Linked DNA regions of Sus scrofa: all the other regions are linked to region 2. Evidence: chromatin contacts called from public Hi-C and HiChIP or PLAC-seq data. All regions are on one chromosome and are shown on one strand. Each heading gives the region's core, a stretch centred on a gene start, on an enhancer-like site or on the middle of the called end of the contact. The rest is flanking DNA. Distances are from core to core; before and after follow the strand shown. Region 1 has its middle 85 kb from the start of EGFL6. Region 2 holds the start of GEMIN8 (gem nuclear organelle associated protein 8). Region 3 holds the start of FANCB (Fanconi anemia group B protein).

Region 1 (3,758 bases), core at 636-3,135, 540 kb before region 2:
CAAGCTCCCCTCCCCTATCCTATCCATCAGCTCTCACGACATGGACACAAGGCTGTGTGCGTGCTGGGAGCCTTCACGGAAAGGTAGAGAAGGGTAACACAGGAGTAGCTTCAGCGGGCATTCTGCATCAGACTCTTCCCAGAATCGAATAAAGGTAGAAAGAATAAAGTCACCCTTTTATGCCAAGTGCCCCTGAACCCACATCATTCCTGTGTAATCTTGGGCCCATTAATCCCATTCTCTGTGCTCCAGTTTCCCCATCTGTAAATCAAGGACAGTGACAGTGTCTGCCTCAAGGAGTGGTTGCCATACTGATGAGCATCTGAGTGCTCGGCACAGAGCCTCAATCGTAGCTCAGGCAGAGAGTAATCCCTTAAGGGACATTAGGCGTTGTTATCGCCAGCCAAGAGCTCGACTCTGCCTCTCTCCAAGACAGAGCCCATTCTCAGCTTTTCCAGTCTCTTTTGGAAAAGCCTTCTCCCATAGGTCCTTTCTCCATCATGGCAACCCTCAGGACACAGTAATTGACCGAAGAACGCCAAATGGAGAAGCTCCAGTCTGGGTTAGTCTGAGAACCCTGAAACGGCTGAAAGACTCCCATGGTCTTGCTGCAGGATTTCAGTTTCTTTTGAGTGTCTGCTGCTTGATGGATGTGCATGCACACATGCGCTTCCAAAGGACAGGGGGTGATGCTTTGGGGACTGTGGAGGCCCAATCCACTAAGGGTCAGTTGAATCAGCCTTGATTCTCCCACCTGCAACGGAAATGGCACCTTCTCTTATTTTTGCTCCGAAGGCCAGTTCTCTTTTCTCTTCCTCCTGTTTCCAGCCCATTGGGAGGGGCATCTTAGTACCTAGGAAACAGCAGCAATTTAAACAGCAGCGCCATTTAGCCTTCATTTTTCACCTTCAGGTTTGCAGAGGCTGGGCTCCAGGCTCAAATCACATGCTCCCGTTGACCCGGGACTAGAACAAACTCTGAGGCAAGGTTTCCACTCACTTGTAACTTCTGTAAAGAAAAGGGAAAAAATACAGAGAGATTTATCTTTCCTTTGCTGAGAGCAAAGAGGGAGGGAGGGGTAGTTCTTTTAACAATGTTCTTTCAACCCTTGTCAACTGGGCACCTGTAATCGCTAGGTGCTAGGCACTGAGTGGGAATCAAAGAATATAAATCTGGTCTTATCTTTAAACCAATTATAATCTAGTCAGAAGATAAATTGCTGGAGAGAAACAGAGGGAGAAAAGGAGTGGTGCCCTATGAGTAATTGGCAGCAAAGCTAAAAATAGGGTTTTAGAAAGAGTCGAAGAAGTTTGGGGCAAGCTTAGCATATGTTAACAATCCATTCAGAGCCCAGAATTCATCTCAGTTGTGGTTTCCAGAAACCACCTAATAAGTTACAGCATTTTCCTTTATATGTTGCATCAGTCAGCTTGTACCTTACAAGGTCTCCAGCACACACACTCACCCTAAATAGATGAGGCTGCCCCACCATTTCTGCCAAGACCCCATCTATTTGTCACCTGCCGTGCAGCATCTGAACAAGTTTAGAGCCAGAGTTTTTCGGAAGACCCAGTGTTTTCAGGAAAGGCTACTAGTGTTTTTAGGAAAACATTTTGAAGCGGGAGATGGCATAACTGATGATTCTCCACTTGGACCTTGCCACTGTCCAGGCACATTCGGGGACATCTTTGGTTTGCCGATGATGTCAGCATCAGAAAACACCAGGCAGTCCGTGGGGAGAGAATGCTGATGGCAGGCATTTCTCATGTGTGTCTGCAAATCCAATGAAGCATTCTAAAGGAATGGTGGTAAAGACACACCCTGCTCTGACTGGCAACTTTTGCCGCTAAACCTGTGAGCCTGAAGACATACAAGGCAAAATTCAGCCTCCTCTCAACCTTGAGGGAATGAGTCAGCAAAGCAGTTCTCACGTCTCTCCACCCAGAAAGGCAGGAGGCTTTCCAAAAAAGGCTATGGTTTTTCTGTTTCCTTGGTTCCCTGACACATAGCCCCAGCCGTGATCACAGGCGCTGCCAGGCAGGAACCTGTTGCCTTATTTGGGAATCCTGCAGCCCTCTTTGTGGGGGGAGTAGGGCAGACTGAGAAGTCCAGGTCAAAATGACAATAATGCGACAATAAAGAGAATCAGATAACGAAAGTGGGCATTTTATCTAGAATAAATACAAAGCCTATACTTCCGGGGATCATTTCTATAGTTTGTGACCTAGAATAAAGGTAGAAAACTGCCTGATCCAAGGAATAAATACCTTCATACCCATTTCTTACTCAAGCTCTCCTGGGAAAATCTATAGAATCTTCCATTTTCCTTCCAGCCGAAAGGCTGTCTGCATTTCCCAGCTGCCGTGGGGACCGCTCTTCTGTTGGGAGAGAGTCTGTCAGTTACATCCACCCACAGTTCTCTAGTTGCTGCTTTTCGAGGGTCCCTCTTTCTGACCCCAGGGTGTGCTGGGTGACATTGATCGTGGCATGCAGATAGCAGGAACAGATGAGGAGTGGAGGCAAAGGGCAGGAATGCCCTGCATTTTATGGCTTCCAGCCTGCATTTCCTGGGGGTGTTAACAACTGGGGGACGCACCCAACCCCGATCTCAACCATCCAACTCAGCTTCCATCAAGAAGCAGGGTTTCTAGCACATTCTGGGGCCCTGGAAACTGTACAGAAGACCTAGGTCCCTCTGCTTGGGTAGTCCTCCCGCAAGGCTGCCACCAGCCACCACGTTTTCATTTCTGTGTTTCTCCAAATAGGAGATCACCAGCTGAAAGACAAGAGAACAGCGGGGGAAATGGAGGAAGACCCCAGAACAGTAATGGGTGTGTCAGCTCAGGCTGGAATGTGTGTCCAGCATCCATCCCAGGAATGAGAAAAACAAACCCAAGTCCAGATTCCCTCTCGGAGGTGCCGAGTGCATCAGCAGCGTAGCAGAGGGAAGGGTGCCCTCTGCTGTCATCTGTGGGGTTTTTTGCTTTGTTTTAAATTTAAAGGAAAATTTCAAGCTCCATGTGAAACAGAATGAAAAAAAAAAAACTATGTATTTTTGAAAAGCACGACCTGTAGCCAGGCTGTGTTCTGGGTCAGGTGAGAGAGACCCCACGGATGACGCAGGCAGCCCTGGAGACCCCATGGCCCTCTACTGAGGGGAAACTGGCTTGGGAGGGGGTCCTGTGGGCTTTATGGATCCAGGACAGTTTACCTGGAAATAAAGGCATTTCTTGGGAGCAGGGCCCTTCTTGGGTGGCGACACTCTGGCCAGCATCTCCATTTATTTCCCTGTCTTTTCCCAGTGAACCAATTTGGGCTTGTTCTTAGATTCTTCTGTTTATCTAGGAAAGGAAAAAAAACAATATGGTTCGCACATAAGAACTCCGAGGCTCGGCTTACAAATATTGCACGAAGATAATAATTTACTGGAGTTCCCGCTGTGGCTCAGTGGTAACGAACCCGACTAGTATCCATGAGGATGCAGGTTCGATCCCTGGCCTTGTTCAGTGGGTTAAAGGATATGGCATGGCTACGAGCTGCGGGTGTAGGTCGCAGACGTGGCTCAGATCTGGCGTGGCTGTGGCTGTGGTGTAGACCAGCAGCTACAGCTCCAATTCAACCCCTAGCCTGGGAACGTCCATATGCCACAGGTGCAGCCCTCAAAAAAGGAAAAAAAATGAAGAATTTAAAATACTAAATATAAATGCCCAGCTTAAATGAAAGATGAGTTATAGAAATCCAACATATTTCCTAGGAAT
Region 2 (4,208 bases), core at 90-2,589:
CTTTGGTTATTTGTTCATTTTTCCCTCCCTATCTATCCTTATCATCCCATCCTATCCTTAAATGTGGCATCCTAAAAACCAAAATAATCCTTCACCATCTGTAAAACACTTTTAGAATGAAAATTCTCTCTGGAGCTTTAGTTTATATCCTTTTCCAAGACAGCCACAAACACAGAGAAGATCTGTACACCTTACTGTAAACTTGCCTTCAGCTATGCCTATCCAAAGTTACTTACTAGCCAACAGTCTTTTAAAATACATGGTTTCTGTTCACAGTGCCACCCCAAAGAGACTGTTATTCCTATAAACTACATTAGTATCAACTGTACTTTTAAAGATTACTGCCACTCCACAATTCATGGGAACGCTGAAAGTAAGTAACTGCAGAAACGTTACTTGTGTTACTAATCTTGAGACTTTCAGGTAATGTTCTGACTTAAGGTCCAAAACAGCTGAATACAGAACCTAGCCTGTGAAACAACTTTAAAAATCATTCCTGAAAGAAATAAAATTCTTCAGAAACTTCTGATTTGTTCTAAGGGACTCTCAGGGTTTCAGAGCTAAAAGGTACTTTGTTGGCTACTGGTTCAACTCCACCTAACTACTAAGAAAGAAAAGTGGGAAAGGACACTCTCCACCACAAGTAAGGTGCAGAGAGGACCACAGGTGGCCAAATGCTCTCCAGATGACTTCCATCAAAACCTCTGACCTCCCACAGAGGTCAACGTGCAAGGGGAAAGAAAACAACAATTTTTGAGTAGATGGGGCCAATATTCTGGACATCCCTCTAAGGATGAAGCTGACCGGGGCGATCTTCTGATACAGGTCTGGGTGGGCAAAGTCTGATTTCACTTTCCAGACAGTGTAACGTAGCATTTCCCGGCACATTAAAATCGCCTGGGTAGCTTTAATAAAATTACCAATGCCTGAGCCCCACTTCGCGCAATTCAAATTTAACTTAACTGCGCATTTAAGTCATCCAGTGATTTTCGTGCATGGCAGAGCCAAGAGGCTCTGGAACCAGTTCCTTCTCACAATTAACCAACGATTTAGGGATCTCATGGGCCTGTGTCCACCTCTTGCCTCAGGATGATAATGACGACAACGTGACGGCCAAGCCCTCAGCTCTCCTGGCCTCAGAGAAAGCCAGGCTCAGAAGCCTGCAAGACCCTCCTTCATTCCCCAAATGAAACCCAGCCGCCCCCGAAGTCACCTCGAGGGCGCGTAAGTTGAGGATCCTGGGCGGTGGGCGAGCAGGGACCTACTTCCGGTGGGAAACTGAGGATGCGGGGAGCAGGAGAGGCTGTTGCCGGGGCGACTACACGTGGGCTTCCGGTAAGGGTGACGCGCCGCGCAGCGCCGGAAGTCCCGCCCCTCGATGTCAACGTCACGTCCTCGCCGCGTTCCGCGCCACGCCGGGGAACTGGCTGGGAATGAAGCTCCTCCCCTTGGGGCGGGGCGTCGGGATCGCCGGTGTAGGGTTTCGCCTCCAGATTGAGGCGCGCGGCTGTAGACCCTCCCCTGTGCTGGGGTCGGGCGTTAAGGCGGGAAGGTGAGGGTCGTTTCTGCGCGGCTGCGGTCCCCGCAGCAGTTCCGCGGCTTTTAGCTTTTCGCCCTTCTCTCAGTTTTCTCACCTTCGTTCCCTGGTGTTTACTTAGCCTTTCCCTTTTCAACTAAAAGGGAGGGTGTTCGTGGCCCCAGGGAGAGACGCCCAGCCATTGAAAATAGTCACCCAGATCAGAGTTTGAGTCCACTTCTAGCCCTTAGTTTATTAACTTCCTTAAGCCGCAGGTTCTCGCCCCGTAGAGGTGACTAATAGTGCAGAGTGGCTGGTGCCTGATAAACATAAATTAGTGCTTATTAGCATTTTTAAAAATCACAGTCATTATCAGCAATACCTGTTCTGTTAGCGTCGCAGAGGATCATTAATAACTAAGCATACTCCACTCAAAGACTGGCACATCCTTTCTGGGGCAATTTGGCAAAATGCTGCAAAAGCCCTAAAAGGGGGCATATTTTTATACTAGAATGTTCACTTCTGAGAATTTATTCCAAGGAAGAAAAAGACGTAAACCGGATGCTCATTGCAGAATTATTTGAAAAAGTGGAAAATAAAGTTATTATACTGAATACACTAATTAAAAAAAAGGAAACTATAAATAGAAACGAAACCAAATAGAGTTATGGAAACTTTGTGAACAAATTTCTATTTGACCAAAAAAAAAAAAAAAAAAAAAAAAAGATGCAGGTAACTGAAAAAAATGCCAAGAAACATGAAAAAAAAAAAAAAGTGGAGAGTGAAAACAACTTAGATTCCTAACATGAGTGGATAGCTTGAAATGTAGTCTGAATTGAGGCGGGCTGTAAGGGTATATTACACAGTGGATATTATAGAATTCGTTTGAGAAAAAGACTAGATCTCATTTTTAAATAGTGACAACATGTTAAGGAAGGACTGTTTAGGTTGGATAAAATATACAAATTGGGAGTTCTCTTGAGGCACAGTGGCTTGGGTTGCTGCTGTGGTGGTGGTTCAGTTCCTTGCCCAGGAACTTCCATAGGCCAAAAACCGTATTTTGTATAAAAATTAATTTTACCTTTTTCTTTTTACTTTATAAATGTGGCTACAAGAACATTAAACATTCTATATGGGGCATGCATTATATAATTATATATGTCTGTTGGACAATAGTAATTAGCACAGACAATAAATTATATAATTGTATACCGTGGTAAGCGGAATGCAGAAAATACAGCAGAACAAGGGCCAGAAAATGCGTTTATATTGAGGGTTGTTTTTTTTTTTTTTAAACAAGGTCTGTCCTCCATTGTTCAGAAAGTGATTGTGGGAGGAAATAAGATCTCTGTGGATAGAAGGGTTGGGGGGAGGGGGGAATAGCAGGGATGTGGTATCTTCTGGGAAAAGTCAGGTATGGATGGAAGCTGATAAGTCAGTTTTGGTTCTGGTGGAATCCCTGCCAGAGGGAAGAAACCACATGAAGGGGGGGGGAGGAAGCGGGGTAAAATACCAGAGAGGAAGACCTCAGGGGGCCTCTGGAGAAAGCAGAACAAAGCAGGCTCAGAGTTGGATGGGTTTCAGGTAGTTACTGGAGTCCCAGGAGTTATAGGCTATATATAGTATTGTGAGTTTGTGTGTATATACTCTCTTTTTGGGTGGAAGGTGTCCAGAGTTGTCAAGTAGACCCACAAGACCAGGGAATCACATTCCACCTACCTTGTGGGTCTACACACCTCAGTTTGCTGTCTCGGCACGCATAATCCAAAATGGCACACCTTTGCACCTCCCTTCTAGCCTGTGGGAAGAGGGAAATGAGAGGCAGATTCACGTCCCTTCCGTCGAAGGTAGGGTTTCTGCACCTCGACATAATTCATATTTGAGGCTGCATAATTCTCTGTTCTGGGGCCTCTCTTGTGCGTTGAAGGATGTTGAGCAGCACCCACTAGATGCCAGCAGCACCCCCCATCTGTGACAGCCAAAAATGTCCCTGGACATTGCCAAACGTTCCCTGGGAGTAAAGTGACACTCCTCCCCCAGTTGAGAATCACTGTTTTAAGCGGTGCTTTGACCTCAGCAACTGCCCACAACACTTCTGCTCAGGTGGCCAGAGCTTCATCACAGCTATCCTAACGGTAAAGGAGTCTTGAAATTGTCTGCTGGCCAGGTACTGAGGTAAAAGCTCCAAAAGAAGGTGAGGAGCTATCAGATTCTTCCACACCCTCCTTGCTAGAGGGAATGGAAGTTTCAGAGCAGACCGAGGAGACGGCCCTTTTTTTTCTGTCTTCCAGGCAGAGTTTTAGTCATTATTCGTTGCAATTCACTTGCATTTAAATGCTGGTGGTGAGGACACTAAGCACCTAAAAAGTAATGATCCCTTCAGGAAAGAACGGGCATTGTTACTCCAGAGAGCGGAACCTTGGAGAGAAGCTAGATTCTGAAATGGAGGCTGGAGGTTGGATTTTTTTTTTAACTTGTGTTTTAGCGCCATCTGGTGGAAATGTGTAAATCCTACCTTTCCTTACTCGTCCGTATTTTCTTTCATTTGTCTCTGGTCTAAGCCTCAAATTATAAAGAAACATTTGCTGGGTTTTAGCAAAGCTTTAAAGGGTCCTTTAAGAAGAGAGACTCTTCAAAGCAGGGTTTCTCACCCTCGGCACTATTGAGCATGGGGGGCCCTGTGCACTGTACA
Region 3 (4,097 bases), core at 309-2,808, 740 kb after region 2:
TGTAGAGATAAAAGGTTGCAAACCATTGCTATAAAGCTTGGCACGGCATTCAAAGTCCTAGTATAATCTTGACCCAACATGCTTTTAGCATGAGCTCTATGCAAACAACATTCTCATGGACATAAACTCAAATAGACTAAAAGACATAAATAGCTGTTACATGAAAGGTCATTTTTCAAATTTTGAAACAGTATTGTAAAACATGCACATTTTCAATGTAAGGTTTTTTGTTTGTTTTGTTTTTTGTCTTTTTAGGGCCGCACCTGAGGCACATGGAAGTTTCCAGGCTAGGGGTCAAATGGGAGCTGTAGCTGTGGGTCTACACCACAGCCACGGCAATACCAGATCCTTAAACCACTGAGCGAGGCCAGGGATCAAACTCACGTCCTCATGGATACTAGTCTGGTCCATTAACTGCTGAGCCACAACAGGAACTCCAATGCAAGTTATTTTAAATGGGCCATCTTTGGAGTTAAAAATTAGAAGCAATTAATATATTAATTTATAAATTTTTACCTCAAGCTTTTTGTAATCTCAAAGCTTATTGCATTCACATGTTTTATTTTATATTGAGGATACATTTTTAAAGTTCTTAGCATATGTTCATAAGATAAACCTTTAAGCCTATGAAATAAGTGGTAACTTTCTTTTCTCAGAAAGAAATGACCTGAAAACAAGTAAAACTAAGATTCAATTTAGAGGTTCTTAAACCAATACAAACAAGCTCTGATTAGTGTGGAGAAGAGAATATCACCATTGGGCAGTGGAGCCAGATAAAGACTGTAGCTATGTCTGAAATACTATTTCAGGGATGTGTTCAAATACTTTTTAAACAAAGTGGCTTTTCTCCCCATAAAAAGTCAAATATAAAAAACGTTTGGGGCAAAGCTCAAGTGTCCACCATGGCTGACTATGGATGGTGAGAATACGGGGATTGTTCTTTTCTTCTTATAATTTCTTTGTAGTTTTCAGCTGCGACAACCAAAAAGGTCTCCAGATGCTGCCAAAAGTTCCCTGGGAGACAAAATCGCCCTGGTTGAGAACTACATTAATAAACTGACAGACGCTTTCTAACTTTGACCTTTATATATCTGTCTTAAAGATTTCGAAGACACATCCTTTGTTAAATATCTCACACTCCAAGCGGGAAAGACGCTGCAGAGGTGAAGAAACTTTCAAGCGAAAAAATCCCCCAATAGAGCAAGCACTTGGTATCTAGCTATCCTTCCAGAGAATGACGAGCACAGGCCCCGGGACGCCCACTTCCTTCCCGCTCTTCCGTAACGAAGGGACTAGGAGAGCAAACCCAGCCCCGCCACCCCCTCGTTGAAGGTCAGGTCAGGGCACACACCGCCGAGTCTACCTCTGAGCTGGAGGTCCCGCGTCCCGCAGCCGCCGCGTCCCCGACGCCGCAAACAAGCACCAAGTAAGGAAGCTCCAAACCTCCCGCCCGCGCGCTGCATCTTGGGAGGCCCAGGCCCGAGGCTGCGTCCTGCGCGGAGGAGGCGGAGCCTGCCCTACAGCCCAGAGCACGGTTGCCAAGGGAGGCCGAGGAGGCGGGGCCTCCGGGGAATGTTGTGAAAACGAATGGCAGACGGAGCTCGCACGGGCGGAGCTTGGCTGGGGAAGCGCCCGCGATCCGCCGGCTGACGGTCGCGGGGTGGGGACCGAAAGAGAAGCGAATGGAAAGCCACGCTGAGGGCCTGGTACCGCCTGCAGACCCAGGCGGCCGCACTGGATTGGGCGGCGTGGCGGTGCTTCCGCCCGCCTTCCCTTGTCACGCGACCGCCTCCACGTCCCGCCCTTCCTTCTACCTACGGGCCGGCTTGGCTAGTGATGAGATATTTGGATCTCAGCTGTGGAAGCGGTGACGGCAGCTGCGATCACGTCCGCGAGCGCAACCATGGCCGAGGTGAGGAGCAGACCGCACCGTGTGCTGCCGCCCCCCCTCCCCAAAGCGGATCCGGAAGCCGCCTCTGAGGCCCGGGGGCCGCGCGCCCAGGTGCAGGTGGGCTGGGCTGAAGGGAAGTGGGGTGGTGCGCGTGGTGTCCGAGCGTTTTTTCGTGTCTCCCTTCTAGTACCAAGCCCAGAATAAACCCAAGCTCATCGCTGACGTCCGACGGAGGTTCGAAGCTGAGTATGTGGCAGGTGAGTTCTCGGCGTTAAGGCAGGTGTGCAGTGAGCGTCCCCAACTTTGCTGGGGATGTTTGAGGGTGTCTCCGTGGGAGGCGTTAGGGACCATTTCGGTCCTCACGGGGGACCGTGCGGTAAACGTTTCCAAGTTTTTTTCTCTGTAATATGGCACGTATACTGATTGGGCAACTGATACGCCCATTGCTTCCTAAAGGGTTAATGCAAGTTGGAAATTTGTGTTTCTAGCCTCTGGAGTTTCTGGAACTTGCAGGACACTTGACATTGCGCAGTCCACGTTTCCTCTGCTGACCTTTCACCAGCAAAAATCGAGAAAATGAACCTGAAAATGGCCGTAATACTATTCACGTGTACTTAATTGGGGATCCAGATTCCTTGGATATTTTGCTTAATTGCACTTCATACAACCCAGCACGCTATCCACAAAGTAGGCCTGCCTGTGCTGGAACTAGTTCTTATCTTTTCATCCCACACTGTACCTAGCAAAGTATCTGGGTGTCCAGAATTGATTTCTTAGGTGAACGTTCCGTGTCCTGATGTCATAGATACCTGAGTTGTCGGATATTTAAGTGTTGATTTCATCCTTGTATGGTAATTTTGAAAACCATGCAGGATAATTTATTATAAATATGGAGTAAATAGTCTAACCACTTAATAGCTTGCTTGTCTTTCCTGAGCCCCTGATTCCCTATCTGTGAAATTCAGATCATTAGGTTAGGCAGATTAAACAGAAGCATATATCAAAGTGTGTGGCACAGGCTTAGCACATAGTAGGCTCTCAGTATTTTGCCTCAGTAGTCGTTTTGGTTCCTGTGCAAGGAGTCCAGTTTCCATATCTTGACTCTAGTGCTGAGCAGAGGTTCCCTGAAACCTGAGACTGCCCTAGATTACATGTCAGTTGATGACCTAGAACAAATAAAGAAATCTGTTCCGAATAACTTGGTAAGTCTTTTAATCCCTCCCTGTCAGTTTTCTTCACGTCCCAAACATTGTACCAGAGAGTTGCAAAAGCACTCTGTTCACTTTTAGCCCAGAGATCTCATTTCTAATAATATAACTACTTCCAGGAAAGACAGAATTCTGGAGGTATGTTCTATAGAAATGTAACTCTCATAGCTGCAAGGTTTATAATATTTTAAGAAGTGACCCAGAACTTGAGCTAGTGTGCTCCCCAAGAGTTACTTACTTGTGCCCAACGGAGGAAGCAGAATAGAGTCAGAAATTGAGCAGTAGGTAAGATCTTAAAGGTCTCATTGGTCCAGCCTTCTCAGTTTTCCAGTGAGAAAAGTAAGGTCTAGAGAGATTAAGTGATTTGCTCCAAGTCCCTGGTGTTAGTGGCTAGGCCAGGGCTGGCGAATTCACTGTAGAAATCTTTTGGTAACACCATCATGTCTAATTAAATTGTCACTTCTCAGCTTGAACAAACCCCTGTCGTACCTTGCCACTGTGTCTAGAATAAAAATCCCAGTTCTTTATGGTGGCTTACAGTGCAAGGCCATGCCCACCCCTCCATCCTCACTTGTTGCTACTCTTCTTGCTTGGTACACTTTTCGCCACCGCCTACAGTAAGAAACATGTTATACATTGCAACCAAGTACACGCTCACATGCATACGTGACCGAAGCAAAAGTTCATTAAGGAATACTTAGGCTGGAAACCTATGGCCCCCGATACAGTGACCCACAAAATTGACATTACAACCTACAAACATGACCCACAGTTGGAAAAACATGACCAGCCACACTGTTTCTTTGATGCTCTTCAAACAGACGGAGTCGCTTTCCTTCTCCGAACCTCTCCACTTCTCTCTGCCTAGAAGGCTCTTGACAGGTAGTGAGCACAGCCAGGTTCTCCTTTTCTTTTCCATCTTGGTTTAAATGTGTCAGAGAGGCCTTTGCCAATTATTAAATAGCCTCCCTGTCTTGTCTCCTTTCCAGCTCTTACCG

The links. Hi-C and Micro-C count contacts between places; a contact is called where the count stands out from the background. HiChIP or PLAC-seq counts read pairs in DNA pulled down with a chosen protein or histone mark.
Region 1: a contact with region 2 is called in an H3K27ac HiChIP or PLAC-seq map of alveolar macrophages. The contact joins the enhancer-like site here to the promoter of GEMIN8 in region 2. A contact is called at or near these places in 4 of 5 promoter capture datasets (fetal liver, liver and skeletal muscle), 24 of 47 Hi-C or Micro-C datasets (blood, brain, embryonic fibroblasts and 12 more) and 2 of 2 datasets of contacts at active chromatin or transcription factors (alveolar macrophages and skeletal muscle).
Region 3: a Hi-C map of liver shows a contact between it and region 2, with 5 times the contacts expected there. The contact joins the promoter of FANCB here to the promoter of GEMIN8 in region 2. A contact is called at or near these places in 2 of 47 Hi-C or Micro-C datasets (heart right ventricle and liver) and 1 of 2 datasets of contacts at active chromatin or transcription factors (alveolar macrophages).

What each region holds. Positions count from the first base shown.
Region 1 is chrX:10,131,381-10,135,138 of Sscrofa11.1, forward strand. No RefSeq gene overlaps it. Among named protein-coding and RNA genes, the nearest start is that of EGFL6, 85 kb to the right of the region's middle. Within about 2 kb of position 1,886, at least 46 of the 83 cell types and tissues checked have an H3K27ac peak or open chromatin away from gene starts, as enhancers often do. A contact at or near this core is called in alveolar macrophages, embryonic fibroblasts, epiblast stem cells and 4 more, where this site is marked.
Region 2 is chrX:10,669,848-10,674,055 of Sscrofa11.1, forward strand. It overlaps GEMIN8 (gem nuclear organelle associated protein 8), which reads right to left and starts at 1,340. Exons shown (of 5, transcript NM_001244865.1): 1 at 1,214-1,340.
Region 3 is chrX:11,407,400-11,411,496 of Sscrofa11.1, forward strand. It overlaps FANCB (Fanconi anemia group B protein), which reads right to left and starts at 1,559. Exons shown (of 9, transcript XM_021080514.1): 1 at 1,364-1,559. MOSPD2 (motile sperm domain containing 2) reads left to right here and starts at 1,791. Exons shown (of 15, transcript NM_001195355.1): 1 at 1,791-1,912; 2 at 2,079-2,148. The coding sequence starts at 1,904.